Regions from separate parts of the Danio rerio genome. Here region 2 is linked to region 1. Evidence: chromatin contacts called from public Micro-C data. All regions are on one chromosome and are shown on one strand. Each heading gives the region's core, a stretch centred on a gene start, on an enhancer-like site or on the middle of the called end of the contact. The rest is flanking DNA. Distances are from core to core; before and after follow the strand shown. Region 1 holds the start of abi3b (ABI family, member 3b). Region 2 holds the start of dlx3b (distal-less homeobox 3b).

The links. Hi-C and Micro-C count contacts between places; a contact is called where the count stands out from the background.
Region 2: a contact with region 1 is called in a Micro-C map of caudal fin, with 9 times the contacts expected there. The contact joins the promoter of dlx3b here to the promoter of abi3b in region 1. A contact is called at or near these places in 2 of 18 Hi-C or Micro-C datasets (caudal fin and an unstated tissue).

Annotation. Positions count from the first base shown.
Region 1 is chr12:6,045,972-6,052,072 of GRCz12tu, forward strand. abi3b (ABI family, member 3b) reads right to left here and starts at 2,465. Exons shown (of 6, transcript XM_689325.8): 1 at 2,256-2,465. The coding sequence starts at 2,387.
Region 2 is chr12:6,249,659-6,255,759 of GRCz12tu, forward strand. dlx3b (distal-less homeobox 3b) reads left to right here and starts at 2,431. Exons shown (of 3, transcript NM_131322.2): 1 at 2,431-2,889; 2 at 3,606-3,790; 3 at 5,005-5,928. The coding sequence starts at 2,571. The coding sequence ends at 5,310.

The DNA of each region.
Region 1 (6,101 bases), core at 1,215-3,714:
TTTAAATATTTTGAAAGACATTGGATCATTGCTGCATTAATATAATGGAAATGTAAAATATTATTACTAATTAAAATAACTGTTTTCTTTTTGTTTTAAATACATCTTATTCATGAGATGGGAATTTTCAGTATAATTACATACACTGTGAAAGCATTATATTATGCAGTTTTTGTGTTCAAAAAAACACTTTAAATAACTCAATAATTTAGCATTTATTTAAAATATATTCTTTTGTAATTTTGTAAATGTTTTTATTGTCACTTTTGAACAATTTACTGCATCTTTAGTAAAGAATATCGAAATAGTAACAATAAGTTACTATAAAAAAGAATTGACTTCAAACTTTAAAATATAACTTATAATATTATTACATAAAGTATAATTGTGTTACGTTCTGATAAAAAAAATACATCTAAATGTATTTTTAATGCCACTTTTACACTGCATTATTGTCTATTTGCTCTCTACTGTCAATTTTTGATAAATAATATATTATAAAATAAGATAAACTAATATAATATAAAATAAAATAATATAATTTAATACTAAATAATACTATATAATATAAAATAATACTATATAATATAATATAATATAATATAATATAATATAATATAATATAATATAATATAATATAATATAATATTCATTTTTTTGGGCTTAGTCCCTATATTCATCAGGGTTGCCACAGCAGAATTAACCGCCAACTTATCCAGCATATGTTTTACATTTATACACACTCATACACTACGGCCAATTTAGCTCGAACATGAACACGGGCGCGAACACGGAGAGAACATGCAAACTCCACACAGAAATGCCAACTAACCTAGCAGGGGCTCGAACCAGCGACCTTCTTGCTGTGAGGCAATTGGGCTACCCACTGCACCACCGTGCAGCCCATAATATAATAAAATATAATATGTCAGTTGACATTTCTGCATAGAGTTTGCATGTTCTCCCCGTGTTGGCGTGGGTTAAGCTCCGGTTTTCCCATTAGCCCAAAAACATGCGCTGTAAGTGAATTGAATAAACTACACTAGCCGCAGTGTTTGAGTGTGTGTGTAAGTTTGAGAGTGTATGGGTGTTTCCCAGTCTGGGTTGCATCTAGAAGGGCAAAACATGTGCAAATATGTGTAAAACATTTGCTGAAATAGCTGGCGATTCATTCCGCTGTGGCGACCCCTGATAAATAAAGAACTAAGCTGAAGGAAAATGAATGAATGAAATATATATTTTATAATATTAGCATAAAACATGTTACATTATTTAAAAAAAAAATTCTTTGATTAACAGAACATTTATTTTACATAAAGTCTTTTGCAAGTGTATATAATCATGCATTTTCTGTTACTTCAGAGAAATGTATTCCATCATTGCTGTATAAAATATTAATCTGTCTTTAAAAAAGCTGTTATGTTACTGCATGAATATAACATTGAGCCTAATATTAAATATAATCATTAATATTAAAGAACTACAGGTGATGTTGCAGTATATGAATATAAAAGCTTTTGCTAATTCAGCACAAGACAGGATTCAGAGATGGAGACCTAGATAAACATGTTAAGAACAGTTTTCATGGAGTACTGGGAACACATACCACAGCCGTGTTTAGGCATGTATGCCGTCAGTAAAAACAGCACAAAGATGGAGACTGAAAAACAGATCACTCTGAAGAAAGCTGTTTTCAGCAACCCTTGTGAATAACTCATCATTACTGGAAATAAATCAGTTAAATCAGTCGCTTTTAGTATCATACATGATGTAGTATATGAGTTTTGCAAATGAACGAATAATTAAATCCAGGCAAAACCTTTAAAAGAAGACTCAACCACACTTATAGTGACAAAAAACATTAATAGCACAATATGAATATTTACTTCAGCACTATATATGTTTATATATGTACGCTATATAAGTACATATAAACTATATAAACATCAGCACTATATGTTTTGGCCTTATGTACACTGATTTATAAGATTTTCTACATTTTTAAGTTAAATGGTTGCAAACAATTGATATGGGCTGAATTTAAACAAACAAATGAAGTCGAACATTACTAAATTTAATTGGTTTAAATTTGACCTAAATAAATAGTTTGAAACCAGTTATCTTAAAATAAATGAGTAAATCCGATGAAGCATTTTTCAGAGTAAACATAAAGTCACTTTAAGACTTTTAGGAAATATAATCTTTAAATAAAAATGTAAACAATATTCAAAGAAACAATGAAACGGCTGGCTCACATTGAGGTATTTGTTCTGACAGTAGTCGGCCACCTTGAGCAGATTGCTGTGGTTGTCGAGAAGAGCTTTCCTTGCGGTCGGAGCATCTTGGAGGATTTTGTCTATGTGTTCTTTACAGTTGTAGTCTCTCATTGTGCAGGTCTGCAGTGGAAGTTTAGTGCTGCTGGTTATGACTTCTCTCCACCGTCTCTGTAAGATTAAAGGTGAACTAGTGAATGAAGTGATGACAGGCTCTAACATGCTGAGAGAGTGGGTGTGTCTATGTGTGCATTCAGACCTCACTACTATTCAGTTGAGATCTATTTATCTGTCTGTCTGTCCATGCATATGTTCATCTGAATTTCTAACTTGCTGCCCATCTATTTCTATCTGGGTCTATCTTTCTGTTTATGTCTGTTAATATTTTCTAACTAACTAACTAACTAACTAACTAACTAACATCTATCTATCTATCTATCTATCTATCTATCTATCTATCTATCTATCTATCTATCTATCTATCTATCTATCTATCTATCTATCTATCTATCTATCTATCTATCTATCTATCTATCTATCTATCTATCTATCAGTCCGTCTATCTATCTATCTATCTATCTATCTATCTATCTATCTATCTATCTATCTATCTATCTATCTATCTATCTATCTATCTATCTATCTATCTATCTGTGCATCCATCCATCCATCTATCCATCCATCCATCCATCCATCCATCCATCCATCCATCCATCCATCCATCCATCCATCCATCCATCCATCCATCCATCCATCCATCCATCTATCTATCTATCTATCTATCTATCTATCTATCTATCTATCTATCTATCTATCTATCTATTATCCTTCTTTTCCTTCCATCGATCCATCCATCAGCCATCCTCTATCCATCCATCCATCAGTCCATCCATCCATCCATCCATCCATCCATCCATCCATCCATCCATCCATCCATCCATCCATCCAGCCATCCATCCATCCATCCATCCATCTATCTATCTATCTATCTATCTATCTATCTATCTATCTATCTATCTATCTATCTATCTATCTATCTATCTATCTATCTATCTATCTATCTATCTATCTATCTATCTATCTGTGCATCCCTCCATCCATCCATCCATCCATCCATCCATCCATCCATCCATCCATCCATCCATCCATCCATCTATCTATCTATCTATCTATCTATCTATCTATCTATCTATCTATCTATCTATCTATCTATCTATCTATCTATCTATCTATCTATCTATCTGTAAATCTGATCATCTGTCTGTTCTTTGTCTGTGTATCTGAATGTCTGTCCATCTGTCTGTGTATCTGTTCATCTTTATATATGTAAATCTGTCTGTCTTTCAATCTGTCTGTACATCTGTCTCTGCATTCATCCATCTGTCTCTGTGCTTTTATTATATGGAAAACATTTCTTCAGTAAATGAAAACATAAATCCTCTTTTCTTTTTTGATGAGGTAATGTCATGGTATGGCCACAAGAGGTCACAATACTGCTGACAAAGTGTGTCTGATCCTCTATTACAGCTCAGTTAGTGAGGAATTAACTTTTCTTTTTCCTTCACGTGTTGTCAAGAGGTGTATAAAAGTATATTCAAGTCTGTTAATAGATCATTTATAATGTTCTACAATGAGCCATGTGCCTAAAGTCTGTCCAGAAAAGCAAATATTAAATATTTAACCATCCTATCAGACTTATGAGCACAAACTCCAGTAATTATTGAGCGTATATTGCTCTTAATGCCCCATCAATGTGAGCCGTACGATTTATTGATGTCTCTGATAGGATTGACTATTGCTTCTGTCAACTGATTACTGATAGATTAGCCACTACATTTTGCCTATGATTGATATTTCAAGAGCAAAGTCTGTGTGCCGCTGGGGTTAAATGATAATTAGTTATCATTATCGCTTATCTAAATGCCAGTTACGTGCATCACGTTTTTACCACAAAGGGAATACATTGTCATTTTCTTGATGCAATCAAAACACTTCTATGCTGTTTAAAGACCAAATCATTTTGCCGTCTGCATATTAACTTAATATGAAAATTACATATCTCTAATGTGTTACAATTATGCGATAACATTAAGGCTAAATCGTGAGTGCTGTTATTCTCTCTCAAGGCGGGAAAAGTGAAGATCTTTGTGATTAACCCTCGTGTGCTGTTAGCAGTGGTGGAAAGAGTACTGAAAAATCATACTCAAGTTAAAGTACCATTACTTGCCTAAAAATGTAGTGCGAGTAGAGTAAAAGTATCTGCTGTAAATATTACTCAAAGTAAGAGTAAAAAGTAGCCCTTTAAAAAGTACTCAAGAGTAGTCAGTTGTGAGTATTACGCTGTAAAAGACGATGCATTTACATGTAGTTTGTGGATGCAAAACATTCTGTAATGCGATTAGTTATTGCCCAGCAGGCACACAACGTCATAATACGGTAATAGGTTAGATTTAGGTAGTGATAGGTGACCAAAAGTCAATGTCTATCCAGCAACTAAGGACAAGACTATTTTGACATCCAATAACAGTTTATTTTAGGTTGTCAGAAAGCAATCAAAATCAAAAGTCAAGCCAATATCTTTAACCACTGTCATATTGATGTCAGGGCAATGGTTTGAACCTTGGCTCAGTTGGCTTTTCTGTGTGGAGTTCACATGTTTTCCCTGCATTTGCGTGGGTTTCCTCCGGGTGCTCCAGTTTCCCCCACAGTCCAAAGACATGGAGCCCAGGTGAATTAGGTAGGCTAAATCGTCTGTAGAGTATGAGTGTGTGTGTATGTGTGTGTGTGGATGTTTCCCAAAGATGGCTTGCCGCTGGAAGGGCATCCGCTGCGTAGAACGTGCTGCATAAGTTGGCGGTCCATTCCGCTGTGGCGACCCCGGATTAATAAAGGGACTAAGCCGACAAGAAAATGAATGAATGAATATTGATGTCAAATACTGACATTTATACGTCAGGTTTGGCAACCAAAATCCAACGTCTGATATACGTCATAGTGGTAACGTCTACACAAAATCAAGCTGTAACATCATTAGACGTTGATATTTGGTTAATTTTAGAAAAGGGACCCAAATCCAACATCACATTGACGTCAAATACTTACAATTATTTGTCAGGTATGGCAACCAAACTCCAACATCTGATATACATCATAGTGATAATGTCCACACAACATCAAGCTCTAACATCATTAGACGTTGATATTTAGTTGATTTTAAGTTGGCCGTTAGTCATTGAGGTGGGCCTGACCTTGAGTTCTGACGTCAAACCCGATTTTCATTTCTAGACAAATGCAATGTCCCCACGCATTGGGGTACGACGTCAATCTGACGTCATGTTGACGACTTGGGCCTGCTGGGTGTTTAAGACCATTTTTTTAGCGAACAAGACTCAGCCCAGGGTGAGTGAATGAGTGGTTTATGTATGGTGTGTTATCAGTCTCTGACAGGGTTCAGTGGGTGAGTGTAATCAGGCTAGATGAATGAACAGGCGTGCGTGTCTGGGAGAAGTGCATGTATGAATGTGTAGTCCTGGAAATTGCGGAAGTGTAGTCCAAGTATAGTGGAAACCAGCGATCTCTGGAGAGCGATCGCTGGTTATCGTAACATTTTGATTGCAAAATTACATCATATTATAATGTATTCTTGATTGTCGGTGGATTTCCCTGTTGGGAAGAGGTAAAATTTGTAATTTTTGCTGTTGACCATCAGTTGCAATGCAAAAAAAGCTTAGGGCATCAACACATTATGCTAATCGAACCGTTTCCTGGATTGTTTGAGAAGTGTGAGTGCTCTGAATCGGGATCAGGCACGGTTCACTTGGCCGGCCC
Region 2 (6,101 bases), core at 1,181-3,680, 200 kb after region 1:
TGTCACTAAAATGCAGAATTGAATAGAAAAATAAGGCGAATAACTGCAAAAAAGTTTAACCCCTTTTAACAGGTTATAACTACGGGCCTGAATATATCCCTCTCCCGGGAAAATATATTTCTAACAATATAAAAGCAGGGGTCGGAAACCTTTTTTCAGCAAAGAGCCATTTAAGATTTTATTTTATTTTTTTTTTTTTGGCAAATCAATTTTTTAAAGAGCCATTGGGGATATATGAAGCATCACATGTTGAGCAAGTCCAAGAAAGGATAATTTATAGATTTTATTTCTTTTCATCGTCACCAATCATAAATGTTGTTTAAATTTACGTCACTGAGGTTACCATAGAAATGTAAGTTGTATGTTGTATCGTTTATTGTTGTCGCGTTTCAAGGTTAATTCACAGCACCGCACACCTGCATTGCTTGAAACATCCTTTTATTATTATTCATTTAGCTGTAAAGATATACAATAAAAAGGTTATTTGATGATATTTTCAATAGGAAACTGATATTTAGTGACAGTTTATTTTATTTTTGGTTAGAGCCATATTCCTACCCCTAATAAAGCAGCACGAGATATAGCACTATAACCACAAGGGGGCAGTATGACACCAATAAACCCATCTCACCGCTGTGGCAAACCAGAGCCAAACTCAGATAAAACAAGAAAACATGAATGCCACATTCTATAAATCAAACTCTTATACTTAAAATAAGAAAGCATGTATATTCAATATTTTATTCAAATAATTTTGATCATAAATATATTTTTATGCTTTAACTGCGCATGGACGATAATGCATAATGAAAATATAATAAACCTATGTACCTATAATATACATTTAATCTATAAAAAAACAAAGCAACTACAACAACAACACAAAAACACTTAAGACCGGACACTGCCATCAGGCAGAATTTTCTCAGATCTCAAGACAGGTTTGCATGTCTTTCGAAAGACTCTATGGAATTTGACTACATGCCACGACTGTGCACATCAGGTATGTGACAAACCGATGTCTTGCGGCTGAAGTTCACAGTTCACACACGTTTACCGTCAAACATAAAAACAGCGCATTCATGTGCACGACATTTGCATACACCGACAATAAATAACGAACAGTCTATTCCTCGATTCCTGATTTAGGCCTTCATTTATAGTTCAGTATTGATAAAGGTTATTTTGGGTACTAGAGGTTAAGACCTACTTCTGGTACCACGCCTTGCCATAATAAAGAGGCACACAAGCAAGTGCCGCAGGGGTGATCAGTGGCCCAGATAAACTTCTCCAGACTCCTTTCACAGCCACTCTGAATCAGAAAAGAAGTGAACTGATGAGATCAAAACCGTTCATCCATTGTCAGCCACAGCCAAGCATGCCCTAAATTTACAAATTAAAAATAATGTAGCCTGTCCTTAAATCATTCGTGCCCGGCACTACACTCTTAAAATAAATGTTCTCTTGGCATCAAATGATTGCGTGAATAACCTTTGGAACCTTTTTAGCGCACAAAAGTGTCTTTAGAGTGAAAAGAGTAGATCAGGGAAATGTCCTTTATAATCCGAAATAAACAGTGTATTTCCAAAATTAGGGTTTCATATTGATGCCAAGTGAAAACGATATTTTTTAACTGTTCAGAGATCAGTTCCCCATTACAACTCGAATCAACGATATTTAATTTAAACCTTTTATTGCACTGAAAACATTTCCCAATAGAACAGTTGATGCCAATGCAGATGTTTAAATGGTTTGGTTATCTAAAGAACGTTTTTATTTTCCAGTTTAAAGATAAAACAAGCGACTTTTCTTTTTTTAATGCTGTACATAACAATCTTCATCACATCTAAGCAATGGATTATCATAATAACTATCATATAATAGCTAATAATACTATTATATTGTATGATATAGTACAATAATATCATATATTAGCTACTTTAAGCAAAGTCAGCTTCTCACTTTTAAGGCAGCTGGTTTACTCACCTCTCAAAGCAACTGATCGCATTTCACAGTGTATATCTTCCTAACTAATGCTGATTCATTAAATAATATAATGTACTTATTAAAGCTCATATTAGTAAGATGTGGGCCATTTAAAATCTATTTGACGTTCTTTTAACGCATGTGAACTGGAACGAGAACATGAAACATTTACTAACTAGTATAACAGTTCTACAAAAAAATATCTCCAGCATTTCACCTCTTCATTATCGCCATAACAGATAAAATCCCCAAAAGCCGAAGTTTGGAGACGTTTAGGCGGAGGTCATTTCGCCTTGAGGGCTGGAGAGAGAGAGAGAGAGAGAGAGAGAGAGAGAGAGAGAGAAAAACACAAGCGCGAAGAGCCAATAGGAGCCGAGTGTCCGCCCATGTGCCATATAATTCAGAGTTTCTCATACTACATCTCTGCCATTACCTTCAGTGCTTCAACAGAGGGAGTGTGAGAAAGCAGTTCATCGAGGATTTTGTGTTACAGGCATCGTCCCAAACCCAACGTCTGCATGACTTGCTTCGGTCTGCCTTGGAAATAAAGTGGACGATCGTTGTTTTTTCCTTCCTTATTAAGGATGAGTGGACCGACATATGACAGGAAGATACCCGGTATTTCGACCGATCTTTCAGGCTCTATGAGTTGCCATCCGACTTCTAAGGACTCTCCGACTCTCCCAGAGTCATCGGCTACAGACATGGGTTATTACAGCAGCCATCACGAATACTACCAGAGCCCTCCATATCCTCAACAGATGAACTCATATCATCAGTTTAATCTGTCAGGGATGGGGGCAACACCCGGAGCGTATCCCACCAAGACAGAGTATCCTTACAATACTTATAGACAATACGGACATTACAACAGAGACCTGCAGACGCCACCACAAAGTGCAGGTGAGATACTTATAAAATTGCATTCGGATATATATGCACTAATACATTTATCTTTCTGCGCAATTTCAGCATTACTTTTTCCTCTAAATAAAAACTGCAATTGCCTTTGTGTCAGGCTCAAGTTAGGAACTAAAGTTTGCTTTCGTCTTGAGAAAAAATATTGTAAATTATTCATACTTATTTAACCTACTTCTTGGGTTGATTTTGTAACATTTAAATCTATATTGTCCAAATAAACTTACAATTTATAGGACTAGTAAAGTTTATTTGTTTCAGCAGGTTAGAAAGTTGTCTCTATCACAACAGACTTGCGGTCGCTATAAAACAATTATGACATTTTTATTGCATCTGTAACGCGATTAATCATTATTAATCGATGCTCGGTGTAGGCTAGATGTCACGATGTATTTCATTCTTAGGGTAGGCCTACAAAAAATTGCTACAAGATACAGCCGTTCTTTACCTTTTGGTCAAGTTTGTGGTTTTAATTCATACTTCCTGATGCTTTCTAGACTAGATATATCATTTTACTCTATGTTGATTATTTAGCTTTCAGGAAGCAGAATTATTTAGCTTTTTAAGACATTATTATTTATATAAATAAAGGTTATACGATGCCAAAATGAGGCTAGGCCATCCATTTTCTATTTTTATTTATTTATTTGTCTGTAAAATGTTACTGAAATATAACGTGCTCTGTATTTTATTATTTCCAGTCAAAGAGGAACCAGAGACTGAAGTGCGGATGGTAAACGGAAAACCCAAGAAAATTCGCAAGCCGCGCACCATTTACTCGAGTTACCAGCTCGCCGCGCTCCAGCGCCGCTTCCAGAAAGCGCAGTATCTGGCGCTGCCGGAGAGAGCTGAACTCGCCGCACAGCTGGGGCTCACACAGACACAGGTACACCTGGAGATCACATTCATTTACAACACTGCCACTTGGCATTGCGTTAACAGCTTAAAGCGATTCCTTGCACTTCTATCGCTGACACTGAACACACTGAGATAAGGATAAGCAGCAATCTTATCAGGTCATAAAAAGACTGCTCATGTGTTGAAATGTCATTGCCCGCAATTCTCACCTCTTTAATTAATTTATTAATTGTGTAATTAATAAATTAATTAAAATAACAATCATTATTTATTTGCAGTGTTTTGTAAAGAAAGTAATTGTTCTTCGCTTTAATATTTTCTACAAGTTATTATAGCAGTTGAAGATTTAATAAGCCATCACGAATTGACAGCTTATATAAAGGAATTGTAAGGGCAATATTTATACTGCAGAAATTATTTAGTCGTTGTTTTCGAATAACATGTTTATTTTAATTATATAGCATTTAGCAAATTTCGCCTACAGTTTTAGTTAGAGTGCAAATTAAACAAAACAAATTTTAAATATTCCGTTGTAATAATTACACTGGAAAAAATGAATAATTGGATTTACTATTTTTTGGGGGGTTAGTGGTTGCAAACAATTTATATGGACTGAATTTAAAGAAACGAATTAAAGGTAGTAATGTTCAACTAAATCTGTTTGTTTAAATTCAGCCCATATAAATTGTTTGCAATCGCTTACCTTAAAAAATAGTCAATCAAATAAATCCTGCTTTTTAGTGAGGCATTGTCGGCTTTATAAAGGATTTTAAAAGTCTACAAAATAAAATAAATGTAGCTAATCTAAATGCAAAAAAACAAAAAAACAAACAAACAAAAAAAACAATTTAGTGTTTAAATGTTTGTCATGTATTAGCAATCTGGAAATCTATGTGTACTTTATGCACAATAGGTCTAAATTGCCCGAAATATTGAAAGCAGGTGAACAGCTTTGTTTAGTTAACTGCTTTGACATTGTTTCTCTGGTCTATTCTAATGGCCGACAGGTGAAAATATGTGCTTTGATTTCTATTAAACTGTATTATCAAACCCTGCGCTTTGTTTAAAAAAATAGGTTATATTTAGCAGGATAAGCACTTATTACAACAATTTCAAAATTTAACTTTGGCATCATTTAGTTTTTGTTTTTTACATTAGGGTTGCAGTTTTACTTAGTTGCTTCTTTTTAACGGACTTAATGTTGTTTAAAATAAACTGAACGTTGTTTTATTTTCCAAACAGGTGAAAATCTGGTTCCAGAACCGGAGATCCAAGTTCAAGAAGCTTTACAAGAACGGCGAGGTTCCGCTAGAGCACAGCCCGAACGCCAGCGACTCCATGGCCTGCAACTCGCCTCCATCCCCGGCTGTTTGGGACAATAACGCGCACTCTAGCCAGGTCAACCGGGGGCAGATCCCCCAGCCACCCCTCAGTTCCACACCCCCCTACATGGAAGATTACAGCAATCACTGGTACCAGCAGGGATCACATTTACAGCATCCAGTGCACCACCCGGGACCACCGCAGAGCGTGGGGGCCGTGTATTAACAGACACTGATGGAAGAGTTTAATATAAGCGCAAAAAGACTTTTGGAAAAACTCCGCAGAAATAAGCTGACAGATACTCCGCGAGTATCTAGAGTGGAACAGCAAACTTCTGGACTGTTTGAACGCATATCTGTTGATATGAATGCTTTGTGTTAAAATAATAATAATAGTATAATAATAAATAATTGTTTCAATGTGTCCCGGCTACTCAGACCTATTTCACATGCACATAGGTGTAGGTTAAACGATGTAAAGGAAGTTTAGAGTGGTTTTAAATTATTATGTTGTATGACTTCCTTTATCTTCATGTTTTGCTCATTAATAGGTGAATATTAAAAATGTTTTAAAGAATGATTGAACCCCAAATTGTGTTGTTATCAGCCACGTACGCCACCCACAATGTGGGCTGGAGTGGCGCGCGCTTCACAGACTCAGGACATAAGTTATAGACTGTACAAAATGTTGAAAGCTGTACATAAGTGTTTAAATAAAGCAGAACCACTAAATTCGTGTTACTTCAACAGATAGAGACTGCACGGTGGTGCTCGAACCATTTTATATTCCTGTAAGTAGTTTTATTGTTATTCTGTCAAACCGAATAAATGCAAAATGAAAATACTCCCTCATTTACTCACTTTGTTTCATTGAGCAGATTTTAATTATTTGCAAATCTGACGCTTGTAGTGATATCGTGCTGTTTGGACTCTTACGAAAGGGTTAAGGCAGACAGATGTTATTTTTTGTGATGTGTTTGCATGCATAAGCCTGGTAGGGCTGCGTGCAAAGAGGCT